2 separate regions of the Sus scrofa genome follow, and region 2 is linked to region 1. A link is a contact called in public Hi-C data. All regions are on one chromosome and are shown on one strand. The core of a region is the stretch at or near the end of the contact, and the rest is flanking DNA. Distances in the headings are between cores, read along the strand shown. Region 1 overlaps RHBDL3 (rhomboid-related protein 3). Region 2 holds the start of RHBDL3 (rhomboid-related protein 3).

Evidence for each region. A called contact is a pair of places that touch in the nucleus more often than the background predicts.
Region 2: a contact with region 1 is called in a Hi-C map of skeletal muscle, with 4 times the contacts expected there. The contact joins the promoter of RHBDL3 here to the enhancer-like site in region 1. A contact is called at or near these places in 1 of 5 promoter capture datasets (liver), 25 of 47 Hi-C or Micro-C datasets (adipocytes, adipose tissue, alveolar macrophages and 14 more) and 1 of 2 datasets of contacts at active chromatin or transcription factors (skeletal muscle).

Annotation. Positions count from the first base shown.
Region 1 is chr12:42,630,671-42,637,156 of Sscrofa11.1, forward strand. It overlaps RHBDL3 (rhomboid-related protein 3), which reads right to left. Exons shown (of 8, transcript XM_021067455.1): 7 at 2,717-2,777; 8 at 1-307. The coding sequence ends at 36. Among named protein-coding and RNA genes, the nearest start is that of C12H17orf75, 22 kb to the left of the region's middle. Within about 2 kb of position 1,506, at least 20 of the 83 cell types and tissues checked have an H3K27ac peak or open chromatin away from gene starts, as enhancers often do. A contact at or near this core is called in adipose tissue, alveolar macrophages, mesenteric adipose tissue and 3 more, where this site is marked.
Region 2 is chr12:42,674,477-42,680,374 of Sscrofa11.1, forward strand. It overlaps RHBDL3 (rhomboid-related protein 3), which reads right to left and starts at 1,836. Exons shown (of 8, transcript XM_021067455.1): 1 at 1,613-1,836. The coding sequence starts at 1,723. LOC106507967 (a long non-coding RNA gene) reads left to right here and starts at 2,239. Exons shown (of 2, transcript XR_002337259.1): 1 at 2,239-3,200.

The DNA.
Region 1 (6,486 bases), core at 256-2,755:
CTCCCTCTCTGCCCTGACCAGAGTCCTTCAGGGTCTTAGGGGGGTGGTGGCAGCTTTAGGTCCAGCAGGGTGTAGGCAAAGATGTTCCAGAAGACAGCGAACAGCACAAAGACGGTGTACATGGCCACGAAAATCCACCACAGCGACTGGTCCTGCAGCCTCTGCTCATAGTTCCTCAGGACCACCACGCCCAGGGTGATGCCCACGGCCACGCCGCCCAGGTGTGCCACGAAGCTCGGGTGAGGGCAGGGGGGGTAGGCTGATGGGTGGAAGCGCAGCCACACGGCCCGCCCAAACTCCATGCTCACTGCCAAGGGGAAGCACAGAGAAGTCTCGGGAGGGCTGCAGGGCAGGGCCGAGAGGGGGGCCTTGCATTTCAGCAGGACAGCCACCCACCCGGCCATCCACCCACAGATTCATTCACTGCCCAGCGGGCCAAGCCCCATCTGCTCCCTGCCCATCTGCTCTTGTGATGACCACAGACAAACCTCCGTTCTCCCAGAGCTTACGGGGTATGGAGGTCGACCAGCGTGCAACGACATACATAACGTAATTTTAGTAAAAGAACTTCTATGGGGAAAAAAATAGGTGATTAAAAATCAATGCCAAGTTTAAGGAGGGGATTCTTTTTTTTTTTTTTTTTTTTTTTTTTTGGCTGCAGCTGTGGCATGTGGAAGTTCCTGGGCCAGGGACTGAACCTGCGAAACAGCAGCGACCTGAGCCACTGCAGTGACAATACTGTATATTTAACCTGCCGAACCACGAGGGAACTCCAGGAGCGGGATTCTTTAGTTGGGGGAATCAGGCCAGATCTTCGGAGAGGAGTAACATTTGACTATCAAGAGAAGGCCATAAGAAGAACGGTCCAGGCGGAGGGGACAGCTCCATGCAGAAGCCCAAAGGGCCTTGCACCCCTGTAGTCCTGCGTCCTGGAGGCTCAGCATCCCCATCTGAATAAATTCATGGCCTCTATGCACCTGCCTGCACTGCTGGAACATCACTCACAACCTCAATAGGGGCTAGCACTTAACAGTTTGTGAAGTGTCTTCATGTACTAGCTCCAAACCCTTAGAGAACCTTCAGAACCAGTGTTTGTGTGGTTGGGAGGAAGGGCGAGAAGGGCAAAGAAGGAATGGAAATAAACCTCAACAGAGTTCTGGAATTGAATCTTAACAGATTCTAAAATGCCCCCATCCACCCTGCTTGCATGACCCTCCCGGGTGGTCCAATCCAATGGGGAAATACTCTCTGGACAGGTGCTGGGAAATAAGCGCCACTTCTCTACCGACCACCCAAAGAACACCAAGGGCTGGTATTCATATCCCCATCTGACATACTGAAAGTCTTGGAGGGCAATTTTGTACTTACGCAGTGAATTAACCAGAGTGCCTCTCCCCACCCTAACCCCTCCTGAGAGGCCAAAGATGGTCTTTCCCCAGGGAATTGCCCAGCCTCTGGCCAGGGCCCTGCAACTCCAGGGATGGCCAATAGATGGCGGAAAAGGAGCGGCCAGGGACACACACCATACGCCGCCTCTCCAGGCCCTGGGGTCCACAAGGGAGATTTGAAAGGCAGTGGTCCCTGTTCCAAAACAGCATTTTAGTTCTTATGAAGCTTGGAGCTGGATTCTTTCAAACAGCAAGACTCGTGATTCGGTTCCCTTCCTTGCAAACAAACTCAGTCTGAGCAGACAAGGAAGATACATTCTCCCTCTGCTCCCAGCCCCTCTCCTCCATGGCCCCCCACTACCCAGGCTCAAAGATTCTGTGAGTTTTAGGGCTAGTAGGTCCTCTCTGGGATTAGAGATGCTCCAACCCCATCCAGGAAGTAGGCCACAGGGCCCTGAAAGCCAGGGGGTATAAGGGATGGGAAAGTGGACTTAAGTGGAGCCCACCCAGGCCCCTCCTCCCTCTCTCTTTTGTTCTGGCTCAGTCTTCCTCTTCCTCACGTCGCAGGGGGCTGACCCAGGCAGGGAGAGTCCAGGAGCTCCTGCCCGGCCCTGGGCCCTGGCTGGCCCCGAATTCTGGCTCTACCACCACTAGGGGGCGGATCCCAGGCAAGGAACGTCACCCTCTGAGCCTGTATATTAAGCCTGACAATCATCTGCTCTTCATAGCCCTGTTGTGGGGCCTGCACAGGAGTCTGTGTGTCCCCTCTTCTCTCTTCTATTCAGACTCATCTCTTTCCATCTCAGAATGAGCCTCTTGGCTTTTATCGCTCACACTCAACTCCCTCTCCATACTGTAGCCTGACTAGTCACTCAAACACCATCAAAACTGTCAGCATCTCCCTAGTGTAAAGCCCTCCAGCGGCCTCCCAGTGCATTCAGGAGAAAGCCCAACTCCTCTCTTTGCAGTTCCATCCACATGATCAAATCCGCATCCTCGTGGACACTGCTAGGATTCGTTTCTACTGCGCCACAATGGGAACTCCCAAAAAAGGTTATTTTTCTTGCTTTGACCATTGAGTTGGACATTTAGGCTTATGTGCACCTTTCTGTTTGCAGTATTATGTCAGTGAATGGTTGAAGAACGGTCAGGAAGCAGCACTGTAGGCCAGACTCTCTCATAACATCCCCACTTTCTTGCACATCGTGGCTATCTCACCCATTTCTTCTGGACCACAAGCCCCTTGAAGGGTAGGGACTGTGCCATCTCTACATCTCCCAGGCCTGACACCCAGCTCCCTTTCCCCAACCCGCCCCGCCCGCACTTACTACAGATCAAGGCCACAGCCATCCGCAGCAGCTTGAATTGACACTTCATGCCTGACCAGTTCTAGGGAAAAAGGAGAGAGTTCCATTAGTTTCTGATCAGACCACTCCTCTGCAGATGTATGAAAAAAACCACCTCCATGAAATCCTGAATGAGGCGGTCATGGCTTAGTCCCAGATCACAGCAGCATGGCTTTGAGATTTGAGGCAATGGCAAGTTTACTACTGTCATAAAAGCTCTTGAACTACATTCAAGAGGAAAAGACGCTAGATCCCGGGAGATGAGAGTCCCTCTTCTTGGCGCACACAGACACCTGACAGTCCCATGGCTGTAAAGGGATGCAGGAGAGCAAAGCCAGCCAAGTCCAAGCAGAACTATCAGGATGATAAAAGAACTCAAAACCCTGCATCTGAGGAACAAACGAAGAGAAGGCTCAGGGGTCAAGTTCACTGCCAAGTATCAAATGAGTCAGTGCAAGGAAAGGGCACACTCAGTGTAACATGTAAGCGGAAGTCTCAATGGATGAGCATCTCGGAGAGAGTTTTTTTTTTAAGCTTGAGGTAAGCTTCCAGGAGTTCCCACTGTGGCTCAGAGGATTGAGAATTTGACTAGTATCCATGAGGATAAGGGTTCAATCCCTGGCCTTGCTCCGTGGGTTAAGGATGCAGTGTCGCCATGAGCTGTGGTGTAGGTTGCAGATGGAGCTCAGATCCCACGTAGCCGTGGCTGTGGTGCAGGCTGCCAGCTACAGCTCCGACTCAACCCTTATCTGGGAACTTCCGTATGCTGTGGTGTGACCTGAAACATCAAAAAACAAAAAAAACAGATAATCTTCCATTTGTTTTTTTTTTTTTGGCTGCAATGTGCAGCAGCTTGATGTGGGGTCTCAGTTTCCAGGGCAGGATTGAACCCGGGCCACAGTGGTGAAAGTGCTGAGTCCTAACCACCCGACCACCAGGGAACTCCCCTAAGCATCCATTTCTAATAAGCAGAGCTGTCCAAAGGCAGAATGATCCATGTGGAGGGACGGTGAGTTTCCCATCATTGAAGGGTTCAAACAGGGGCTTCGCATCCCTCAGAGGGGATGCTTGAGAGAATGGGCACTGGAAAGGGGGTGGGCCAGATGGCCTTCAGACAGACCCCTCTTTTCCCCTGAGAATCTCTGAACACTCTGAGCCTCCACCGCAGATCATCAGAGTACAATTATGCACCTTACAAAAGGACCGTTCACTTTACAAAAGACTTCGCCGCGGGGTTCCTTTGAGGGGCGCTCCTGCAGTGCTTTCAAAGCACGATTCCATTTACCCAGACACAGAAACCCCCTGGAACACATCAGTCCTAGGGCAGGAGGCAAGGGGGCCAGCGGGGGCTTGTTCCCTCCCCCCACCTCCCCTGCCTTTGCTGCCTGGCCCAGGCCCAACTCAGGGGCACGTCTGGAACCCCTTTGACGTTGGGAGGACACAAGCGTGAAAGGTGACAGGCGCCCTGGACACTGGCACGTAGAATAACATCTACGGATGCTTCCGTGGTGCAAGTGGGATGCAGGGAAGCTGCCAAAAAGAGGGAGAAATGCCGCCGCATTCCGTTTCTTGATTTGGCTCCCTTCCCCCGCCCCCATTATTCCTCAATGACCTTCACGTCCTTTTTCACAAAAGGTGAGGTGGGCCCCTCTTTAGGGAAAAGTCTAAGCTTTGCTTGTTTACATGTTCCCTGCTAAGGAGTAGATGGCAAGCCAGTGTTATCTCCTGCTGGCATCTGCCTACAGGGGAGACTGCCCAGGGGACAGGGGACAACCCCGGAGCCTGTGCCCTCCACTGATCTGGCAACCCAGCCCAAGCTAGCTCAGTTTGCCAATGACGGGGAGCCCCTCAGCTCCTCTCGGGGATGAAGCCCTAAGACAGGAGGGTCCTTGGGAGTCACCTGATGGGCCATCTCCTCCCAAAGGGACACCCCTGACAAAACGGCCCTCCAGCTTCTGTGACGGGAAGCTCACCACCTCCTGGGGCAGCCCTGTGAAGGGGTTCTCATCACTGAGAGGTTCTTTCTGCTACTGTCTGGCCGGGCTTTGCCTCCCTGGGATGTCCACCCCTTCGTCTTCGTTCTCCCTTAAACGTGGTACCCACGGAGTTGCCATTGTGGTGCAGCAGAAACAAATCCGACCCGTAACCATGAGGTTGTGGGTTTGATCCCTGGCCTCGTTCAGTGGGTTAAGGATTCAGCGTTGCCATGAGCTGTGGTGTAGGTCACAGACCTAGCTCAGATCCTGCGTTGCGGTGGCTGTGGAGTAGGAGGTCGGCAGCTATAGCTCTGATTTGACCCCTAGCCTGGGAACCTCCATATGCTGCAGGTATGGCCAAAAAAAGCAAAAAAAAAAAAAAAAAAAAAAAAAGCGGTACTCATGTTCACAGCAGTATTGTTATTTACGAGAACCAAAAATGTGCAAGCAGCCAAGTGTCCAGGGAGAGTGGATGGAGGGACAAAAGCTGCTAAATCCACACAATGGACTATTATCCAGCCTTCGGAAGGAAGGGAATTCTGACACATGCCACAACTTGAATGAACCTGGAAGACACCACTAAGTGAAACGAGCCACTCGCAAAAGTAGCGTTTCACTCTCCTTAGATGAGGTGCAGCGCAGCCAAATTCACAGAGCCGGAAGAGAGAACGGAGGCTGCCAGGAGCTGGGGGAGGGAGGATTGGGAGGAGGTCCTAAATGAGCAGAGGTTTTGTTTTGCAAAATGGAGCGAGATCTGTGGATGGATGGTGATGATGGCTGCACAGCAAAATGAATGCACTGAACTCTCAGAACAAAAGTGAGGAGTTGCTATTGTGGCTCAGTGTGTTAAGAACCCGACACAGTGTCAGTGAGGATTTGGGTTGATCCCTGGCCTCGCTCAGTGGGTCAAGGATCCGGCACTGCCACGAGCTGCAGTGTGGGTCACAGATGCACCTCGGACTCGGTGTTGCTGTGGCTGTGGTGTAGGCCGGCAGCTATAGCTCCAATCAGACTCCTAGCCTGGGAACCTCCACGGGCCGAAGGTGGGCCCCTAAAAAGCAAAACCGCAAAAACAAAAAACATGATCCAGAACACTCCTAATATCCCTTTTCCTCATAAAACCCCTCTGAATACCTCACCTGAAGACAGTGTCTCCTTTCCTGAGAGATAATATTGGGCAAAGTAGATCTAGAATTTATTGGCCACACTCTCCTTCAGCTGAGGTTGAGACCCCCTCTGGGCCCTATCTAGGATCTGTCTTGGAAAGCACAGTCCACATTTCTGGCCTGGCAAGACCACTAGTGGAGAGCTCAGAATTCCCTTTTTCTAGTGTCCTTATTTGTAAATTTGAGATAACAACGGTACCTATGTCAATTACCCACCTCGGGGTTTATCGTGAAGGTGAAATGAATTAACACGTGTCAAGTGCTAGGAACACTGCCGGGCACTCGCTAAGAGACATATATGTCTGACAGTATCTGGACTTGGGGCAAAGATGGTGAGTTTCCTCTGCAGAGTGGCCTTAAAACTTTGGAACCTTTGCTAAGTGAAATAAGTCAGAGAAAGACAGTATGATACCACTGATGTGTGGAATCTAAAACATACAACGCCCTAGTAAACATAAGGTTAAAGTAGAATCACGGATACAGAGAACAAACTCGTGGTTACCAGAGCTGGGGGGTAAGATGGGGTTGGGGAGTGGGAGGTTCAAACTAGTGGGCGTAAGATAGACTCAAGGGGGAGTTCCCTGGTGGCTCGGTAGGTTAAGGATCTGGT
Region 2 (5,898 bases), core at 586-3,085, 44 kb after region 1:
AGCGGAGAGACTGACTGCGGGAGGGCTGGAAGGAAGGGGGGGGGGATTTAACGCTCACATACCTGATCAAACAGGACTTTCCAGTGCTGGTAGAGAGGGAGGCCATGCAGGAGAGGAGGAAGAGGAGAGAGAAAGAAAGAAACACACTTATCAGCAAGGCTTCTGTAGCCCCCTGCTGTTTCTGACCTAGCCTCCCAGCTGCTGCCCAGGCTCAGGGTCCACCAAGAGACCAGGGAAAATCTGGTAATAGCTTCCCAAGTGAGTCTACACATAGCAAAGGGGGTGGGGAGAGGGAGAGTGTCCCTCATTCTGGGACAGGCAAGAGGAGGGATGAGCAGAGCAAGGGTGATTCTCAACAATTACTAAGTAAAAGCATCCGACTCTGTCCAAGGGCTTCTAATAACTTCTGCTGCCTGAAGCTTATCTCCGTGTCTACTCCCAGGCCCAGGAATGCACGCCCCGGTGCAATTCCATCAGACCTGCTGTTGCCATCCCCCCCCTGCTAGGGGCCAGAGATTTCTCAGGAAAACCCACCCCTTCATAGGCGCTAACATTTTGCCTGTACTTTGGGAGATGGGGGCTCCGACATGCACTGAAACCCACCCAGTCTCTTTCAAGGCTGAGTCTAAGTGATGAGTCCATGAGATTCTGCCAGGCCATTGGGGCCAGACGCCAGTGAGGGGTTTAAGCACAAGAGGCGAAGGGGATACAACCCCATTCAGATTTTCGGGCTAAGGTCTGGTAGGTTGGGGGCCTGGCTTCACTTGCGTGTCCCCACCCTGAGAGGGAAGGGGCAGGGCAGAGCGTCTGCTCAGTTTTTCTGCTCTGTTAGCAGGTTAACCTCGCGAGGGAGAAGCTTAAGAAACTCCAGTTCCCAGGACTCCCCAGTGCCGGCTCTGCCGAGGGCTCGCAGGACCAGAGGGAGGGAGACTCAAGCAGCAGATGGCAGGGAAGCCCCCTGGGGCGGCCCCTCCCGATCCTCGCCCGGGGGACTGTCGCTGGCACGGACGCGGTCTTGGACTCCTGAGACCCCCTCTGGGAGCAAAAGCGCTCCCAACACTCCTCTCCCTCCGCCGGCCGGCCGGGCTCAGGGACCGGGGTCAGCTTGAATTTCAATCAGCGTCGCGACAAGGCAGGTGCCGGCTGCGGGCTAATCTGGGAGCTGAGGTGGGGGTCGCCAGACCGGTCTGGGCTGCAGGGTTCCGGGGACTCTGGGGCGCCCGCTTCTTCCCCAGGCTCCGAGAGCCCGCAGGTCGCGAGTGGGAGAGGAGGGGAGTCACTGCTGTGACGCGGCCGCCTCTGCGGGAAAACGCCGTGTCCCGGGCACTGCACCAGCCGCGGGGAGGGGGCTCCGGCGGCCGACGAGTCCCCTGCGCAGTGGCGGGCGCTGCGTTCCGCAGGGAAGCCCCGGGAGCCCGAGCGGGGGGTGGCGCGCGCGCGTTTCGGGGAGACCAGTCCCTCCGCCCCTTTCCGCCCGCGGGGACCCGGCCAATCCGGGGCGCTCCCGCGTCACCTTGAAACCTCCCAATTGCCCCGCGGGGGGCGAACGGAGGGCAGCTCTCCCCTTAGCGCCCCCCAGAAAGTTTGCCCGGGCTGGGGAGGGGGTACTCACGTCCTCCGGCGCCGCCGGCGGCCGCTCCTCGGCCTCGGGTTCCAGCTCCTCGATGCGCTCCGCCTCAGCGCAGGCGGCCACTGCGGGGCCCGGGCTGGGGTGCTCGCCCATGCCGAGGCGGCTCCGGGGCCGGCCGCGGCTGCGGGGCTCGTCCCGGGGCGCCGGGCTAACTTTGCGCCGCGGTCGCAGCGCCGCTCCGAGGACTCTGCGAGCGCCGGGCCGCCTCCGCGCCCGCCCCCATGGCCCCGGCCCCCGCGCCGCCGCCTCGCGACCCCGGGATGCCCGGCCCTCCGCCGCAAACTTCTCGGCGCCCCCGGCCCCGCGGCCCCGCGGGCCTCGGCCTCCGTCCCGGCCCCTTCGCCCGGCTCCGAGGCGAGGGCGCCCTTGGGCCGGGCGGGCCCCGCAGCTCCCCGCGCTCCCTGCCCGCTTCCTGCGGCCCCCACTCTGCGCCGGAGTCTCCTCCTCCCCGCGGACTCCTCGGGAGCGGCGCGCGGGCGGGGGCGGGGCTGCTCCCTGGGACCGCCGCCCCCCACCCCCCACCCCCCACCCCCGGGCGCCACCACCCGGGCCAAACCGGTCAGAGCGCCGCGGCCCGGGGAGGAGGCGAGCTGCGGCGGGCTTGGCGGGGAAGTGGCTGCACCGCCCGGGGCGGGGATGGGGCTGCGCGGTCCCCCGCCCCATCACACCTGCCTCCACCCCAGGTCCGGGTCTGTCTCTCCGCACGCCGCCGAGGGTGCAGTGTCCACTTGCCGAGACCCACCGGCTTAATGATGACTCGGAGGCCGCAGACGCGTGAAGGAGGCAGGGATGAGGTTTTCATTAAGTTGGCAACGTCGGGGTTAACCGGGAGTGCACTGGGGGCGGGATGCTGGGAGGACAGGATCCCTCGACCATCCTTGCGTCTCCTTTCACTTCGGTCTCAGACCCTGGGCGGTCCAGGCCGACGCAGTATTTTCGGGATGGGAGAAGTCAGATAGGGGAGTCCAGACCCCAAACCTTCAATCTTTCCTCCCTACACCCAAGAGTTATGTGCTCTGGCTGCATTGGACCGGGGTGAGAAAGTTAAGACCAGAGAAGTGTCCCAAATGGGAGAGGGGAGGTCAAGAAACTACAGCAAGTGGGAATCAAGTTAGAGCAGAGGAAGAGGGGATCTTTTAAAGAAAGAAAAAAAAAAAATGGTACTCTTTCCTTGCAGGGAAGACCTCCCAGGAGAGATTGCTTCCCTTAAGCAGAGACTCTGCCTTTGAACGGTGCCAGTGGCAGGCTGGGACAGGTGCCCGGCTTCCTTGGGGAGCTCAGGGATTCATCTCTGGTGATGTCCCACAGTCCGTCCCCAGCCCACACCAAGGCTGCTTCTACTCCTCTTACCTCCACCCACTCACCCACTGGCCTTTGCTCCTCTCTCCCTCTCAGAAATGATGTGCTTTTTCAATAGTGAAAGTTGCAATTAATGCTCTCATTTCCATAAGGCAAACACATAACCCGGCCCCAGGATCCAACCTGTGACCAATCTCCACCGACAAGGACTGCTCCCCACCCGACTCTCCTGCTTCCCCACAGAGAAGGAAATTAACTCCATTCTAATTAGGTGAGTTTGCTACAGACACCAATTTTCATCTCGGTTTCAGAAAGTGTGATCGTTCCAACTATTTTTGTTTCTCACCACCCTCCCCCCATCCCTACTCTACTAACAAGTCAAGATCCTGCCAAGATTTCCTTGTAAATAAAACTGTCTGCCCATGGTGTGATTTTGAAAACAGCCTTCAGGGGACAGAAGAGAGGCTGACTGAATCCTTTGTGGAAAGAAGCCCAGAAGGACAAGGGGGTGGCTGGGAGCTCTGAGGTCAGTGTCCCTGCCTCCCCCAAGCCGCTGATAACGTTTACAGGATCTGCACGGGTACCGGCTGTGTTACACTTAGATCTTTGGGGCTGGAAAGATGGGCCAAGAAGTGGGAGGTTCCAGGGCAGGGGGGGAAAGAGAAGAGTTCAAAGAGGGCTTGGCCCCCCCGTGGGATGCGCAGTGGGCAGTGCAGAATCCAGTGGGAAGCCCCCCAGCTGCCCACTGGATTCTGCCTTTCTCCAGCCCAGGGACAGCTTTTATCAACCTACCCAACTCTGTCATCCCCTCCAGTGGAAGGGACCCCAGCAGGCTCAGTTCGGTTCACTGAACATTTCTTGAGCTCCTACTAAGTGCAGTTACACAGCTTTGAGAAGACAGACCCTGACCTCTAGAAACTGCTTAATTGGGGATAACAGCCAGGGAAGTCTAGGGGGTACAGAAACCGAAAGGAGGGGGTTCCTGGGGTCCAAGAAGCCTTCCTAAAGGATATGCCCCAGAACCAGGCAAAGTAGGAAAGCTGGCGGGGAGGCATTCCAGGCAGAGGGAACAGCATGGGTAGAAGTTGGGCTTGGGAAGCAGTATGGCTTGGGAGGGAACTGTGAGCCGTCTGCCATGGCTGGAAATTGGAGTAAGGTGCCCAGTGTAAAGAACCCAGCCTGGCAGAGGGGTTGGAAGGGCCATGAGTGTCTGGAGAAAGGGGCTTAGATTTTACCCTGAGGGCAATGGTGAGCTATTCAAGGACTGTGAGCAAGAACATGAAATTTAAAAAGATCCTTCCAGAGTTCGCAGGCTCCATGGAAATGAATCCGACTAGGAACCATGACGTTTCGGGTTTGATCCCTGGCCTTGCTCAGTGGGTTAAGGAGCCAGTGTTGTCACAAGTTTTCAGTGTAGCTCACAGGTGTGGCTCGGATCTGGTGTGGCCGTGGCTGTGGCCTAGGCCGACAGCTCTAGCTCCAATTTGACCCCTGGCCTGGGAACTTCCATATGCTGCAGGTGAGGTCCTAAAAAAAGAAAAAAAGTAAAAAGATCCCTCCAGCTGTAGGCCAGAAGAAAGACAGGAAAGAGGCTGGTCTGAGCACAGGGAGAAGTGCCATCAAGGAAGAGGTCATGAGGGCGGCAGCCGTTAGAATGAAGGGAAGAGGGAGGCCCTGGGAAGTGTCCAGAAGGGGATCTAGTGCCTCCGTCTGTCCTAGGAACATTTCGCCCCACTTTGGCAGACGGTGTTCCCCAAAGTCTCCTCTGGAAGAATTCCTGACCTCTAGCCAGAATCTTCCCTTCAGGAGATGGCTTCCGGTTCCTTGACCCCTGTTGGAAGGAGCATGGCCACCTAGACTTGGAGACGAGCTGTGACAGCCAACGGCATCTGTGAACCTGAGGCCACACTCACCTTTGCCCTCAGTGTTGCCTCGGGCTACGAGCCAGCCCATCACACCCCTCAGCCCCAGGGACATCTGCCACTAGGAATAGGCCACCCCCCAGTGGGCCGAGGGACATGGAGCCTGGGTCCCCAAAGCCTCTGAGGGGTGGGAGTGGCCAGGCTCTCTGACTGCTTTTGTCCCACTCTGAGACAACCTGAGGACCAGCACATTCTGTGCCAGATGGAGGACGGAGGAGAGAGAAGGCACGGTGACCACTCAGTGTCACTGAGCACTGCGTGGCCGGGCGGCCATAGACATTCACAGGCCCTGCGCTCAGGGAGCCCTGGGTCTACCTGGAGATGACAGCAAGCAAGGATGACTGGCGTTTATACCCTTCATTTTGTAAGGGCTCTACACCCATGACATCTATTAAAGTTCCTAATCAGGAGTTCCCACTGTGCCCAGTGGGTGAAGAACCTGACTAGTATCCATGACGATGTGGCCTCACCCAGTGGGTTAAAGGATCTTACATTGCTGCAAGCTGTGGTATAGGTCTCAGGTGCAGCTTGGATCTAGCCTTGCTGCAGCTGGGTGTAGGCCAGCAGATGCAGCTCTGATTCCACCCTAGCCTGGGAACTTCCGTATGCCACAGGTGCAGCCCTAAAAAGACAAAAAAAAAAAAAAAAAAATCCTAACCAGAACCTAAATCAATGACGAATAGGAGGAGTTTCCATTGTGGCTCAGTGGTTAATGAATCCAACTAGGAACCATGAGGTTGCAGGTTGGATCCCTGGTCTTGCTCAGTGGGTTAGGGATCTGGCATTGCTGTGAGCTGTGGTATAGGTTGCAGACACGGCTCAGATCCCACATTGCTGTGGCTCTGGCATAGGCTTGGCAGCTACCACTCCGATTAGACCCCTAGCCTGGGAACCTCCATATGCCACAGGTGTGGCCCTAAAAGACAAAAACAAAAAGAAGAAAAGGATAAGGGCCTGGGAGAGTGTAGTTCAAACCCTGAAGAGTGAAACGCAGCTCAGAGGGGCAGAAGCTTGCTACTGAGATGAGCCTTGAAAGAGGGGGCAGCT